Linked DNA regions of Mus musculus: all the other regions are linked to region 2. The links are chromatin contacts, called in public Hi-C and promoter capture Hi-C maps. All regions are on one chromosome and are shown on one strand. The core of a region is the stretch at or near the end of the contact, and the rest is flanking DNA. Distances in the headings are between cores, read along the strand shown. Region 1 holds the start of Sptb (spectrin beta, erythrocytic). Region 2 holds the start of Wdr89 (WD repeat domain 89). Region 3 holds the start of Fntb (farnesyltransferase, CAAX box, beta).

Region 1 (4,935 bases), core at 1,218-3,717, 1.0 Mb before region 2:
GCTTTGTGGTTCAATAAAAATAGCATATTTGGGCAGCACAAATTAATCTTAAAGGGTTGGGGGAAGGCATAAAAGCATAAAATTGGGGGAGGGAGGTTAAAGAAAAGGGAGTGGTTCTGAGAAGAGCTGGGGGAGTGAATATGATGCAGACATGTAAGGAATTCTCAAAGAACTGTGTGTGTGTGTGTGTGTGAGAGAGAGAGAGAGAGAGAGAGAGAGACTATGAAGGAGAAGGAGACTAGCAGACATCCCCCTATAGTTAGACGACTCTAGTGTCCTTACTTACATCCACCCCCTTAGCCTCACCTATTGATTTCAGCTAGAGCTGGGCACTCAGTCTCTGAAGGCTTCCTCCCAAACCTTGGCTCACAGCATCTACTAAAGTCTTAAGCTCTCCCTTCGGGTCCCAGAACTCTTCCAAAGCTGCAGATTAACTAGGGAAGCTTACAGGGAACCTTGGAAATCCAGGTTGTCAAGATGGGCAGGGACAGTCCTTTGACCAATGAAGATGAAGGTCCATCTTTATCTCCTGTAGAGAATTCTCAACGATACTTTATAGATACTGTACAGTTTTCTAAGAAGGCCCCTGAAGACGCTCTGTCTCAACAATGACCTTGATAGTGAACCTTTCTATCAGTGTCCCCCCTCCCTCCCCCACACTGTCCCGAATTTCTCATTCCTGTGCTTGTGCAATGCCCTTTCTCTCTGCACTTCTAAACTTCCTCTCTCACTGGGCTCTGATTTATCATGTCACTGTAACTCTATTAGCTGGGAAGCATTTGGGGATGTTGTCAGGATAACAGGATCTGCAGCAAATGAGGTTGTATTGAATTATTTATCGTTCAGCTAAAGTCGAGATAGCCACAGCAGAAGAGCTGGTTTGTAAAATCTTGGACTAATCTGTCTGTTGCTTTGGAGCGTTTGTCGTCGTCATATTCATTTTTTTCTTGTGGTTGAAAATTATAAATTTGAACGCTCCAAAGGAAAATATGTGTGCAACCATTCAGTTCAGAGCCTCAAGCCTATAGCTAAGAATTATCTGTTTCCTCTAATATATAATTACGTAGCTGCAAAGCTGCAATTCTGGGATTCATGAATTTATTTAATAAGTTTATTCACACACGGTTTAAAACACATAAATACATAATTCCAACCCTCCCTTTTTCTTTCAAAAATAGATCAAGGATTTCTACTTGTGATATCTAAGTCTCAGCTTTTGAAGTTGGCCTGTTTTTTGTTTTTGCCAGGAATTAGTTCCTAAAAAGATGATTTTGAACTCAACAACAAGCAAAGCAAATGGTTTGGGGTGGTGCTGGAGGATATTGGGGAGTCCCAGGGCCTTTGGAGTGCTAAATGTGTGCTTTGCTTAAGATCTACAGCTCTTGCTCACTACAGAGAATTGCTAGATGGTCTGAGTGGGGGAAGGAGGTGGGAGGTCGCTGTTAACCTCTAGGATAGCCCAGGCCGGTGTGTCATTTTCCTTGTAATACTGATGCCATTTGGGAAATTAGTATGTAATAAGAACTCAGGCAAAAGGGGAGGGAAGAGTTCTATGGCTTTTTAATACCTGTGGATTTTGTCCCAATTAGCATTTTTACTGTCCAAATACCTACTCTCAAAAGAAGTGTGACGGCAGCAGGCAGTGAAATATCTTTTGCGTACCTTTAATACCCAATACTAAGCTTGAACATCTGGCAACTCAACACACTTTGCTCATGAATCCTAGAAAACAGCGTAATTATACACTCAAGCAAACAAGTCAAGAGAAAGGCTGTTTCCTGTTAAGAATTCCGGGGAGCATCAAAGTTAAAGCTCCCTTCTGCATCTATGCTCTTTTTAATCGCCACTGGTGTCTCCATTACACTTGCGATTACCCGGGTTGATAGTCTGTGAGAGACCATCCCAGGCACAGCGTATGGAGGGCCGCCCCTCCCCCCCCCCCATAAAAATAAAACAAGGAAAGGTACAGCAAGGCACGCAACCAACATTACAGAGCGATGACCTTGTATTGTTAAAAAGTCAAGGAAATAGCCTGCCTTGCAAGCCGCCCGTGTTCGTCCGTGTGTCACCCTCCCTAGTCGCAGATGTACTTGACACCCTTGGTTCTAGCATCTCCTCTGGCCTGCTGTACACCACCCTACCAAAGCTTGCAGTGAGAAAGCAGGGTCTTGCCCGGAGACCCGGGCTCACAGGATGGTGCAGGTGGGCTGGTATGCTGGCTTGCCTGTTGATTATGGACCCTGCAATATGCAACTGTAGGCTGAGCGCCACCAACCAGCACAGCCGGGTTCTCCGGGACAGTACCTTGCTTACAAGCAGGAGCCGCGGCCTCCAGCCCGCAGGCTGGGGGCGGGGGCCTCGGCCCAGTGCCCACCCCCTGTGCTCCCAGCGTCTGCTCCTACTACCAGCCGGTTGTAGCCGGCCGGGAGCGCGCTTTCTAACGTAACCCGCCCGCGGGAACAATCTGTCCCTTCCAGCCTATCTCCGGAGGGGCATTACAGCCGGGGCGCCCTCCTCACCCACCCTATGGCCTAAACGGGTCTTTAGATGTTTTTTCAAAACCAGATCGTAGTCTGCAGGGACGCTAGGCGGGAAAGGCTGGGAGGACTCCTTTTCGCCGCCAGCTTGCGGCTCCGGGCACACAAATTAGGCCGGAGCAGCAGAGTCGAGTCCTCTTCCCGTGGCAAGGGGCTCTGTGTGTGCGGGATCAGGGGAGGTGAGAGAGGACCCTGGCGTCCCAGGTCCCAGCGGCGGCGGCGCTAGCGGCTAGGCAGGTGCCCCCGGGCGCGCAGTCTGATTGGCAGGTGCAGGAGTGGGTGGGGAAGGCGGGCCTGGCGCTGCGGGAGGCTGCAGCCCCGCCTCCCCGCCCCCGCCGCGGGACTATCTGGTCCCGGCAGCAGCGATGTCCCCCGGCAGGAATGTCCCTCCTCAGATAATGTTATTTATATCTCTGGGCGGGTCCGCGGCTCCGCTGCACCAGGCGCCCGGCGGCCACTGTGCCAGGAGCCCCGTGCTGCCCTCCTCCCCCTGCGCCGCCGCCCCCGGGCTCGGGGTAGCCGCCGCTTCAGCCCCAGCGCAGGTGAGTCCCCGAGGGCCGCGCGACGGGAGGGAGCTGGGTGCCCCGGAGCCAGCGCCGGGGAGTGCGGGGCCCAGGGGGCGGGTGACGCGACAGCCCGGTGGGGGCCTGGCCCCGGGTGCCTAGCACGGGGCGGGAGGGGTGAGGAGCCCAGGAGGCCCTGGCGGCTGCGGCAGTCGTCACCCCGGGACGCGGGAACCCGCGTGGGTTTCGCAGGCGCTGGGCGAGCAGGGCGCTAGCTTTGGGAAGCCAGCTAGTAGAGTGTCGCCGTGGGGCACGGGGAGTGGGTTTGGGGGGTTTGTGCTCTTGGCCGCCTCCCCCAGGACCCTCGCCTGGGAGCAAAGTTGGGGGGGGGGGCTGCCTGTCGTCGGTCTAAGGACTGTCCGCGTCTGTGCCTCCTGCTGCCTGGTTTCTCAAACCCCCGGGCGTGTCGGATCCTCTTCTGGAACTTGGCTAGCGCGCTCCAGGGCTGCCCAGTGCCAAGGCTGGGAGGACAGTTCAGGGCAGCAGAGGGGGCCGGGCCTCAGGATGTCAGGCAGGACGTGCAGAGTGGCCCAGTGTAGACTGAGAAGGGAGAGATCAAGTGTCCCAGGACTATACTTCAAGGACCCCCACCTTTTCCCTTTGAGTTCCTTATCTCCAAGCTACTGCCCACTCTACGGTTACCCTTCGTGCCAGTTCCAGCAACTTGGCCCCGGAGAAATAGCAGAAAATGGAAGAAACAAGAGCTCTAACACAATCCTCAAGTCCCACCAACTTACCCAGACTTCCCAAAGGGGAAATAGCTACGAGGCTTGAGTACAGTTTCCGTGACAACAAGCCTTAGGTAGGGCCTTGATTTATAGTCTATTAATATCCAAACCACTGTTTTCAGTGAGCAATTAGAGGTGCTACAGTTAATAACACCCTTAACTCACTGAAGGGATATGGAAAGAAGCCATTGTTTTAGATGCATCCGGCAGGGTGGGATGGGATTATATAGTGATGGTCTCTTTTTTACTAAGAACTTCAGTGGGGAGAGGATACGGCTGTCACCTCCACGCTAGGAGGCAGCCACACAAAACCCCTGCCTGTGCAATGGATGTATATAGTTCAGTTTCCAAGGGAGGTGATTCAGATAGCTCCTGAATGAGAGGAGCCTTCAGGGAAGAAAAAAAAATCGAGGCACATTTAAGCTGTTCTCTTAGGCTATCCTTAGCGTCACGGATCGCTCAGAATTTTAATCTAGAATTCTCTTTTCACTGCTCTATGACTACGACCCAGGGTAGTCATCTCCTATTCCAGGATCAGACTTCATATGCTTTTCCAATGAGCCCTGATTTCCAGAATGTTATGGGAAACTCTTACAAGTGTAGACTGTTTGTTCACTATGTACTGAATGCCCAGCACCCACAGAGGCTTGGGGACTAGCTAACAAAAGGAACAGTAAACTTAGAACAGAGAAGAGCCCACCAATCTCCAGATGAGGCCAATCGTTTATACAAAGTGTTATCACATTCCAGTGTTGAGTAAAGCACAGTTGAAAGGAGAGGGACCCTTTTGCTGGTGCACCTCCCTTTATCAGTGGCCCAGTGGTAGTGGCTGGGGATGAGCCAGTCCAGTTAATCTTGAGTTCTCTGAAGACATAGAGTCCACTCAAGGAATTGAAAGCACCCAAAAACTCCCAGGCATTCAGGCTGGGCCTTGCTGCGCAGGCATGTTGAGTTCTCCCCAGTGACTTGCCCAGGGGAGAGCTGGGATACCGCTTTTTGCTCTGGTCATTGCTTTGTGTAGGTGTTCTGAAGGTGTCCGGTGGAACCAACACACCTGTTGGATTGTTCGCTTGGGGCTGAAGGCGTAATAGGGGGCTGACTCCCACC
Region 2 (4,821 bases), core at 1,002-3,501:
TGAGGAGATTTCTACCCCAACCAGCAGAGGCTGCATCAATTACCACAAAAGCTTCTCCAGGAGTTGGTCCATAGGCTTGGATTGCCCATATTCTGGGGTCTGACACGGTCTGGCCCTCATAGTCAAAATATTCCCAAATCTGGGAAAAGCGTTACACACTAATTAGACAGGCCACAAAGCTCAGGACAGGATAAAAAGAATAAAAACAAAACTCTTAAAATACGGCTTTAATAATGGCAAAAAATTGGGCCAGCTTTCTACATTTTGCCCTCCCGAGGGCCAGATGCACCAGTCAGAAATTACTAACCATTGCCTTCTCAAGTCCTTACAGGCCCTGCAAGACTCATCAGATCATTGGAGAGGCTGTATCTTTGTCTCCTGTCTGAGCCTGCCTGCAAGTTCCAGCCTGGTGACCTCATATGGGTAAAGAGGATCTGGACTGGAACAGCAATGAAGGTCACCCCATGAATGCACCATATCCAGCTGAAGGAGGCTACAGAAAATAATGACAAATGAGTTGTCACTAGGTCCTCCAAACCCCTAAAGACTGACAAGGGCCCTAGAATCATAGTTGTCCTATTTTGTCTTTTTCTCTCCTTTTGGAAAGGCTCCCAAGTCCCCATACGTCAGGGCACTGGGTATAAAAATGTAAAAAACCAGAACCAGGGAGCTCTTAACCAATCTATCCACTGAAACCCAAACTACCTTCCAGGTAGATTTCTGTAAAGTGCTACAACCAGAGACTACTGGGGCATGGCTCACTTGCTCCTGGGGAGAAGCGCATCCCTGGGTCCAGCACTATGGCTGCAGTTGATGCCCCTTCCCCGAAAGCCATTGTTCTTGGTTGGATAGCAAAACTGAGTCCTCTCCGGGTTACACGGATCCCTTCATAGTCCTAAAATAAGAACCATCACTACCTGTGATATAAAGATCAGGGCATGGCAAAGACCAAAACCCCGGGGGGTCAGGTTACAAGCCCCCTAGGATGGCAAGCTCCCAACTCCAATTTCCCCCAGGAATTCCCTTTAGTAACTTCATAGATAAAGGTCCAGAAGGCAGTGGAAGCCAGCATCTCAGTGTTCAGGATATGAAAAGAGTATGTCAGTTCCCTAACCATTCTTAACCCACTGTAGGTCAGGACTCCTGGCTATGCCATGACACCAAGACCGATATTAATTAGAAACTGCAACTAATCAAACAATAATCTCTATCTCCAACTCTACTAGCTGTAAATGGGACCAACCTAAACTCACCTTGGGGGGATTTCCAGGGGAAGGATACCTTTTAACAGCACCAAGATATATCCCCTAGTTAGTTCCCCTTATTCAGATTCCTGTGGGTATACACAGCACGTTAATTTCACGAGTCCCAGCCGAATGTATTTCCAGGGACAATCTGGCTTGTTTGCATTATCGCTTAACCAAGTACGTATTTTCTGAATTGTTTACACTGGAAAACGCGGTCTCATGGTTGTTATACCACAGGTATTCATCTATAATGAAAAGAGGGTAGAGTCCACCTAAACTAGATTCAGGGCTTCTTGGTGTTCAAGGACAGAGCTCATTCCCCTATTGGTAGGGCCAGATGTCATGTCTCCACTACAGTTGGAACATCAGCCCTGTATCAAACTAAAGTTTAAAAGCAACATCAAAATAGGACAGATGAGACAGGACCTGACCATTATGGACTTCAATTCCCAGAGTTACCTGGGGCCGAGGCAAAACTACCTCCAGATTTTGTAATTGCGCTCCTGTCAACCTTGAGTCATAGCCATGCTGGAGTGAAGGCCGGATACTGCTCGTTCAAACCCGCCTGTATAGCTAGGCTTTGTGATCACGTGTGGTTATTTCAGATCCACGAAATCCTGCCTCAGCCCCACTCCTCTGGTCCGCGAAATAACTTTACACCCGAGTCCGAGGAAGCGGAAGAAGTGCTGGAAGAAACTGCAAAGCCACATCCGCATGAAAAGGCGGAATCGGTGACGATCTTGCCTTTTATTGGCCACACGTCCAGGAAGCTGGGTCCCAGGGACTTCCGTTAACCTGACCTAGAGGGAGGTGTTGTATGGCGTGGTCCGTAGACCGAGTTACGCATGCGCAGACCTTCTGCCCTCGTCCAATCGGAAGGTAGCAAGCAAAGGCGCGCGGCTCCCGCTTCAGAAGAGCCCGCTGGTTATGGTCCGGCCTCTGTGCTATGGACCAATCCGCTTCAGCTTCCTCTATATTTTTACCCAATCAGAGCCGGAGGGCGGAGTTCCAGCCGGCCGTGGGCAGAGCGTGCGTTTTCTCCAGCTCCAGTGTGGGGTTTGCTGCGGAGGTACTTTCTGCTGGGCAGGGCGGGCAGCTCTCTCGACCGGCGGCCACTGGGTGGCACGCGCGTGGAGAGCCCTGGGCGGGGAGCGCAGAAGGGGAGCGGGTGGTGTGAGAGGGAGCACGTGCATGCGCAGGGACCGCGTGGGTCTCTGTATGCCAGGATGTGGGGTCCATGCCACCCGAAGGTCTCTGCTTCAGTTTCGAGGAAGGGTGGGTAGGTCCCTGCTCGCTCTTGCCTGCCCTTCCTCTCACTCATCCCACACCCACCTCCTGGCTCCGGCCTTTTTCCACATCAAAAAGCAGATTTTTTCATTTGGTACGCGGAGCCAAGTCGTACAGTATGTGCTGTGATGCAGGCTACTAGGCTAAGTTCCTTACGTGTGTGGTGTCATCTAGGCCACACAGCTGTCCACCGAGCTAGGTGCTGGTCGGGTGTGGTGAAGCACACCGGGGATCCCAGTACTGACTGGGAGGGAGGTAGAGGCAAGAGGATCTCTTTGAGTTTCCAGCTAACCAGTGCTTCTTGGGAAAACTTTGTCATGCACACACACACACACACACACAAACCTAATTCACAACGAAAACCACCCAAGAGGCAGTGCTGGCAGCATCTTATTTTTGTGAAATGTCTCATTTAGGCTAACTCTGACAACTTAAATTGAGGGAATTCAGCTTCCACAAATGTAAAATTAAAGATAGTACAACTAGTAAAACGCTCCTGTTTTCTTTCCTAACTTGAAATTGTTTTAAAGCCGGGCAGTGGTGGCACACGCCTTTGATCCCAGCACTTGGGAGGCAGAGGCAGGCGGATTTCTGAGTTCGAGGCCAGCCTGGTCTACAGAGTGAGTTCCAGAACAGCCAGGGCTACACAGAGAAACCCTGTCTTGAAAAAACAAAAAAAGAAAAGGAAAGAAAAAAGAAATTATTTTAAAATCCTAAACAGTGTACCAGGAAACCAGTTAATTGGTTATTATCCAAGTAAGATGAACTGGTAGGAAGGCATCAGTCTAAAGGTCTACTTCCTAACTTTGCTTTGCAATCATCAGGTTGTTAAAAAGTGCATGGTCCGTGCCAAATTGCTTCTCAGTGTTGTGATAATTCAGTGAAGATGTGGACTTATAGTCTATGTTATTGGTATCAACCATACCTGTTTCTGCTTCTTGTTTAAAGACCACAAAATCATGCAGCCTAGTTAACAATGTAAGTGTGAGATACCTCTGTGTTGACTACTTACCCGCCTATCTTGGGGTCAGGACAGTACTATCTAGAGAGCAGAAGTGAGAAGTGTCTAGCTCGTCTTTTTACCTTAGATTTTATAGAACAGGGCAAAAGTAAGTCAGCCCCTGTGACTGTTGAGGTTTCTTTCGTGTCCACCTTTGTTTAAAATCTTGACTGTTTTCTGCAACTTTCAGGGTTGGTTGGTTTGGGTTGGTTGGTTGGTTTGGGGTTTTGGAGTCAGGGTTTCTGTGAGGTTCTGGTGGTCCTAGAGCTCACTTTGTAAACTAGGCTAGCCTTAAACTTAGAGAACTTGGTGTTCTCTCAAGTGCTGGAATTATAGGCTTTCACATCAACCGAACTGCACCTTCTATTTATTATAAATAGAACTGAAAACATTGTGTGTTTTGTGTGTGTGTATGTGTGTATCTTTCTTGTTGTTTTTGAGGCAGGGCTTCAACCTATGTAGCTTTGGCTGACCTAGAATTTAGGCTAGCTTTGAACTCACAGATCCACCTGCCTCTGCCTCCTGCATGTTGGGGTTAAAGGCCAGTGTCTCACATCCAGCTTAAGACATTGCTTTTTGTTGTTTTTTTGTTTTGTTTTTTGAGACAGGGTATCTCTGTATAGCCCTGGCTGTCCTGGAACTCACTTTGTAGACCAGGGTGGCCTTGAACTCAGAAATCCACCTGCCTCTGCCTCCCGAGTGCTGGGGTTAGCTTTTTGTTGTTATGGTTTTTTTTTTTTTTCTTTCCCACTCTTATGCTAAAAGAACAAACAAAACAGAAACCCTACATTTCTACATTTTCAGTGGTCTCTCTAAAACAAAAGACAATCAAGTGGAGAAAAGAAGAAAACCTCACAGTCTCATTGTACTTTAGTCTGGACTCAAGCTCAAATGTATTAGTTGGAATATATACAGTTCACTGCTAAGCTTTCTGTCTTTGAATATTTTATTACATTGTGTGTGTGTGTGTGTGTGTGTGTGTGAGAGAGAGAGAGAGAGAGAGACAGAGACAGAGACAGAGACAGACAGACATGGCACTGCAACTGTGGAGGTCAGAGGACAACTTGGAATTTGCTCTTTACTTCCCCCTTGTAGGTCCAGGGAATCAATTTTAGGTCAGATGAGCACTCCCACTGGCCCTGTTGTTTTTGAAACAGGCTCTTGCACAATACCCCAGGCTGTCCTGAATTCACCATTTACCTTAGGTTGGCCTCAAAACCAGTGCCTCAGCTTCACAAATGCTAGGATTATAAGCCATCATAGCTGAATATTACTAAAGTTTTGAAA
Region 3 (4,917 bases), core at 133-2,632, 1.2 Mb before region 2:
CAAGGCATTGACTCAAAGATTAAAACAGTCCCTCTGCTACTAGGTGAATAACCATGTGTCCAATCCCTTGTTCTGTTATGAATCTTTAGGGCAAGAGAGATGGCTCAGTGGGTAGAGGTGCTTCCTATGCAAGCCTGCCAACTTCAGTTGGATCTTCCGAACCCACATATTGTGTGTCCTGGTATCAACACGTACAAACACATGCCATACACACATTCGCACACATAAAAACTGAAATTTTTATACAGTCATTATTTGCTGCTAGTTTTGCCTAAATAGAGGCTCACAGCTTTAAGATAAGATGAAGCCGGTCCCTCCACAGTTAAGCCTGAGTAGTGATCTTAGTAAGATCTTATTTTAGTAAGTGGCTGAATGCCTATTCCTTAGCGACAGGACTCATCCTGACCACTTCTAGTAACAGATGGGTAAACAGCTCTACAACAACCGATTTGGGAACAATTCCAAATGGAGAGTGAGAAAAATGTAAGCTATCAACTCACTACTCACACCTTAAAACACTTTTCAAAATGGCATGTCTGGTACACTCTAGGCCTTAGTGAATCACAAGCAGTTCAAACTCCATACTTTTTTGTGCTTTCCGAACTATACAGTTTTCCAGTCTGTCTTGCCCAACCAGGCTCTTGCCTAGGGGCTGTTATCTTTTTCTGTATTTCCAGCGTTCAACAGCAAGTGCTCAAATGGTTACCCACCACGAGGTAGGCCTCAACCTGACCCAATAGGTCAGAAATTAAATCGATTTAGGGATGACATGACCACAGTCCGGCCGTTCGATCCCCTAGATGTCCGGAAACTGCGAACATGTGAAGAAAAGTGAGCGGTCGGTCCTAGAACCTCAAGACATCTAAACAGAACGGAGCGGACTACCTGGTCCGCCCAGGCTGCTGTGGACTCCAGACACGAAACAAGATCCTTTACAACGTCCGAAGCAGAGAGATCAGGGGTACTGTCCTGTTCTCCAAACCCAGCCCTGACAACAACCCTCTCCTACCCAAGTAAGCCCCGAAAACGCTCCACTCGGAAGCCCCAGTCTGGGCGCCTAGAGCTCGGGGGCGGGGGCGCAGTGCACTACGGGAGTTGTAGTTCCATGGAGAGTTTTGCCCCGAGACGGGCTTACAAAAGGGACTCCTACTCCCAGAAGGCCCCGCGCGGGCGCCTCGCCCAGTCCTGCCACCTCACCTGTTCTATGGATGTGACTGTTTCCACTGAGTCGTCTTGCAACCGCTCCCGCACGTGCTCAGGTCTCAGACTATACAGCGGTTCTGACCAAACAGGGGAGGAAGATGGAGGACAATAATAGGTGAAGGAACTCGAAGAAGCCATGATCGGGAGAGCTGCGAGCGCTGTATAGGACTCAGCTTCATCCAGCAACAACGCGCATTGAAACTCGAGCGGGCTAAGGCGCTACGGAAAGTCCGTAGAGTCAAAAAGATTTTGAACGCGAATCTCTCCTCCCACCTACACATCTTCAAGAAGTGAGTTACTGGGATACTGCCGCCCCCCGTCGGACAGATGAGCTGCTGCAGGAGATCAGCTTTCTGGAGAAAGGAGATCTAGGATGCCTCGGTTCGTTATGCAAATAATAAAAAAGAAAACGTCAACGTTTCGCTCTCGCCTAATTGTAATGCAGTAGCTTGCGATTTCAGCTGTTCAAGAACCCTAAGAATGTAACCTAAAAAAAAAAAAAAAAAAAAAAAGCATTTCTGACATCTCTCTTGAGTACCTCAGTCACGCTATTAACTAATAGAATTACCATGCACCTTTGGGTCCTTGACAGCCTCTTAGGAGAAGCCTCAGCTTTTCTGTGCATTAGCAGAATTGCAGGTCTCAATACTCAGAGATAGAGAAATGTAGTACTGTAATTTTCTCCTTTGGAGGTTACAGTGCAATGGCAGAAACTAAAAGAAACTAAAATACCATAGAAGAAATGAGTGTAAATGCATCATCCAAAGAAATATCAACAAATATTCATGGAGCTCCTGCTACTTGTTCCGTGCCAGAGCCCAGGAATGCAGAAGTGAACAAAATTACAATGCCCTTTTCCTTAGATTACATCTGAATTTCATTTTTGAGGAATAGGCAGAATTAAATAAGTGAACATAAATATTTGACAGCTTCCAATTATGGTATGACAGAAAATAATAATAGAGTCAGGCCTGGACGGGTGGCTCAGCAGGGGCTGCAGCGCCACAGGATTCCAAGCAGCCACCTGGAGACTTACAGCCACCCATAACTCCAGGTCCAGAGGATCTGACGCCCTTTTCTGGCCTCCACAGACAACATACACACAAGTAATGCACATGTGCACATGCAGGCAAAATACCCATACACGTTTTTAATGTTACTGTTTCATATATATATACATACGTATATATTTGAAAATGATTTTTTCATGCAATATATTCAAATCACAGTTTCCCTCACCCAAATCCTCCCAATTTCCCCATCCACCCAACTCCACATCTTCTCTCTCTCTCTCTCTCTCTCTCTCTCTCTCTCTCTCTCTCTCTCTTCAGAAACAATTAAACAAAAAAAGGAAACAAACTAGAACTTTAAAGAAAAGAGAAGGCACAGTAAATACAGGCTCACACACAGAATGAAATTTTTCGAAATTAGAAAGGAAAGAAAATAAAAATGTCTTTGAAACTGACAGAAGAAACTGAGTTCTAATTAAATTTGGTGGCTGAGCCAGACCCTTCTTTCTTTAGGTCTCTTAAGCTGAAAACCAAAGTAGTAGCCATCTATAACAAAACAATGAAGGACAGCAAGAAGACAGAACGGCATTTGAAGGAACATGCCATAAATATACTTGTGCATGCTTCGGTTAATTCTGATAACCCTTGAATGAGTATATCCTTATATACCTCACAAATACAATGTTAGAGTGGTGATTTTAGGAAAGCCCTGTGAGGCTGGAGAGACAGCTTAGTGGTGAAGAACACTTGTTGCTCTTACAGAGGACCTTTTTATTTCCCATCACCCTAACTGGCCACTCACATCTGCCTTCATCTCCAGCTCCAGGGATCCAATGCCCTCTTTTGACCTCTAAAGTACATCTGTACTCATGTGCATCTAACCACACACAGACACACAGGTGTAATTGAAATCTTTATGGGGCTGGAGAGACGGCTCATTGGTAAAGAATATTTGATGCTCTTGCAGAGGACCTGGGTTGGGTTCCCAGAACCCATGTGACATTTCACAACTACCTGTAACTCTTTTAACTCCAGTTCTAGGCTTTTAAACACCCTCTCCTAGTCTCTGCAGACTTTCACACACACATGGTACATATACACACTCAGGCGCGCGCGCACGCACACACACACACACACACACACACACACACACATACACACACACACACTTCAATCTTTAGGAAAAACCTACCACATTTGGACAGCAATAAACAAGGATTTTTTCCAGGATTTACATCAACAGAACTAAACCAGGAGCAGGAGGGTGGTTCAATACAACTTGTTGGACAAGCTTGAGGACCAGGGTTCAGATCCAAGAAGCCACATAAGTGGTGGGTGGGTGTGTTATCTGTCTGTAACTCCAGCCTCAGAAGGCCAAGGCAGAGAGCACCCAGAACAAGCTGAACAGCTGGGTGAGTGAGTTCTGGGTTTACCTAAGAGACCCTGCCGGAATGATTAAGGTTGAAGAGCAGGTAAGGCTGATTCCTAGCATCAACCCCAGACCTTCACGTGCACATACAAACATGTGCCCACAAACATACAAAGCCATGCATACCTATGCACACCACGTGCACATGAGAAAGGAAAAAAACAACCCCATCAGGATAAAAGGTTCAATTATTTAAGATGAGGGGTTGTGGGGAAAGACAATAAATGTCCCGGGGCTGGTAGTATAGCTCAGTGGAAGTACCTAGTGTGTGCAAGGTTGAGTTTGATCTCTACAACACATACAAGGCACATGTACTCTACTCCCTGCTCAGAACATTTTAATACTCTCCTATTCAACCCCAAGTCACATGTCTAAGATCATACCTATATAGAATTACACAATTGGTCATCTCTCCCTTCTGAGGCAAACAGTACTCAGATTCCAAGTGTGAGATGGAGACTCAGTGCTGGAGGCTTCATATGGGTATACACTATCATATGTCCATCTTTTTAATTTTCTTACTTTTTTTTTTTTTTTTTTTTTTGGTTTTTCGAGACAGGGTTTCTCTGTATAGCCCTGGCTATCCTGGAACTCACTTTGTAGACCAGGCTGGCCTCGAACTCAGAGATTCACCTGCCTCTGCCTCCCAAGTGCTGGGATTAAAGGTGTGCGCCACCACGCCCGGCTATTTTCTTACTTTTTTAAAAGATTTATTTATTTATTTCATGTATGTGAGTACACTGTCACTGTCTTCAGACACACCAGAAGAAGGCATCAGATCCCATTACTGATGTTTGTGAGCCACAATGTGGTTGCTGGGAAGTGAACTCAGGATCTCTGAAAGAGTAGTCAGTGCTCTTAACCACTGAGCCATCTCTCCAGCTCCCTGTTTGTTTGTTTGTATGTTTGGGGTTTTGTTTTGTTTTCTCTGTGTAGCCCTGGCTGTCCTGGAACTCACTCTGTAGACCAGGCTGGCCTCGAACTCTGCCTGCCTCTGCCTCTCAAGTGCTGGGATTAAAGGTGTGTGCCACCATGCCCGGCTCCCTGTTTGTTTCTTTGAAACAGGATTTCTCTGTGTAGCCCTGGTTGTCCTGAAAGTCACTCTGTAGACCAGGCTGCCTTCGAACTTGAGAAATCTTCTCTTCCTCCAGAGTGCTGGCATGAAAGAGGTGTGCTATCACCACCTGGCTTTCACATGCCCATCTTGGTATGAGGGGAAAACCTGTAGTACCAGAGGCCCAGAAGATTGCCAAAGCTGGAAACATGTGGGACTGT

The links. Promoter capture Hi-C pulls out the DNA fragments that hold promoters and counts their contacts. Hi-C and Micro-C count contacts between places; a contact is called where the count stands out from the background.
Region 1: a promoter capture Hi-C map of hippocampal neurons shows a contact between it and region 2, with 2.7 times the contacts expected there. The contact joins the promoter of Sptb here to the promoter of Wdr89 in region 2.
Region 3: a Hi-C map of B cells shows a contact between it and region 2, with 9 read pairs. The contact joins the promoter of Fntb here to the promoter of Wdr89 in region 2. A contact is called at or near these places in 1 of 39 promoter capture datasets (pre-B cells) and 1 of 484 Hi-C or Micro-C datasets (B cells).

Annotation. Positions count from the first base shown.
Region 1 is chr12:76,708,079-76,713,013 of GRCm38.p6, reverse strand. It overlaps Sptb (spectrin beta, erythrocytic), which reads left to right and starts at 2,467. Exons shown (of 36, transcript NM_013675.3): 1 at 2,467-3,079.
Region 2 is chr12:75,666,967-75,671,787 of GRCm38.p6, reverse strand. It overlaps Wdr89 (WD repeat domain 89), which reads left to right and starts at 2,251. Exons shown (of 2, transcript NM_028203.1): 1 at 2,251-2,316. Gm34717 (a long non-coding RNA gene) reads right to left here and starts at 2,063. Exons shown (of 3, transcript XR_381697.2): 1 at 1,707-2,063.
Region 3 is chr12:76,833,932-76,838,848 of GRCm38.p6, reverse strand. Fntb (farnesyltransferase, CAAX box, beta) reads right to left here and starts at 1,382. Exons shown (of 12, transcript NM_145927.2): 1 at 1,198-1,382. The coding sequence starts at 1,341.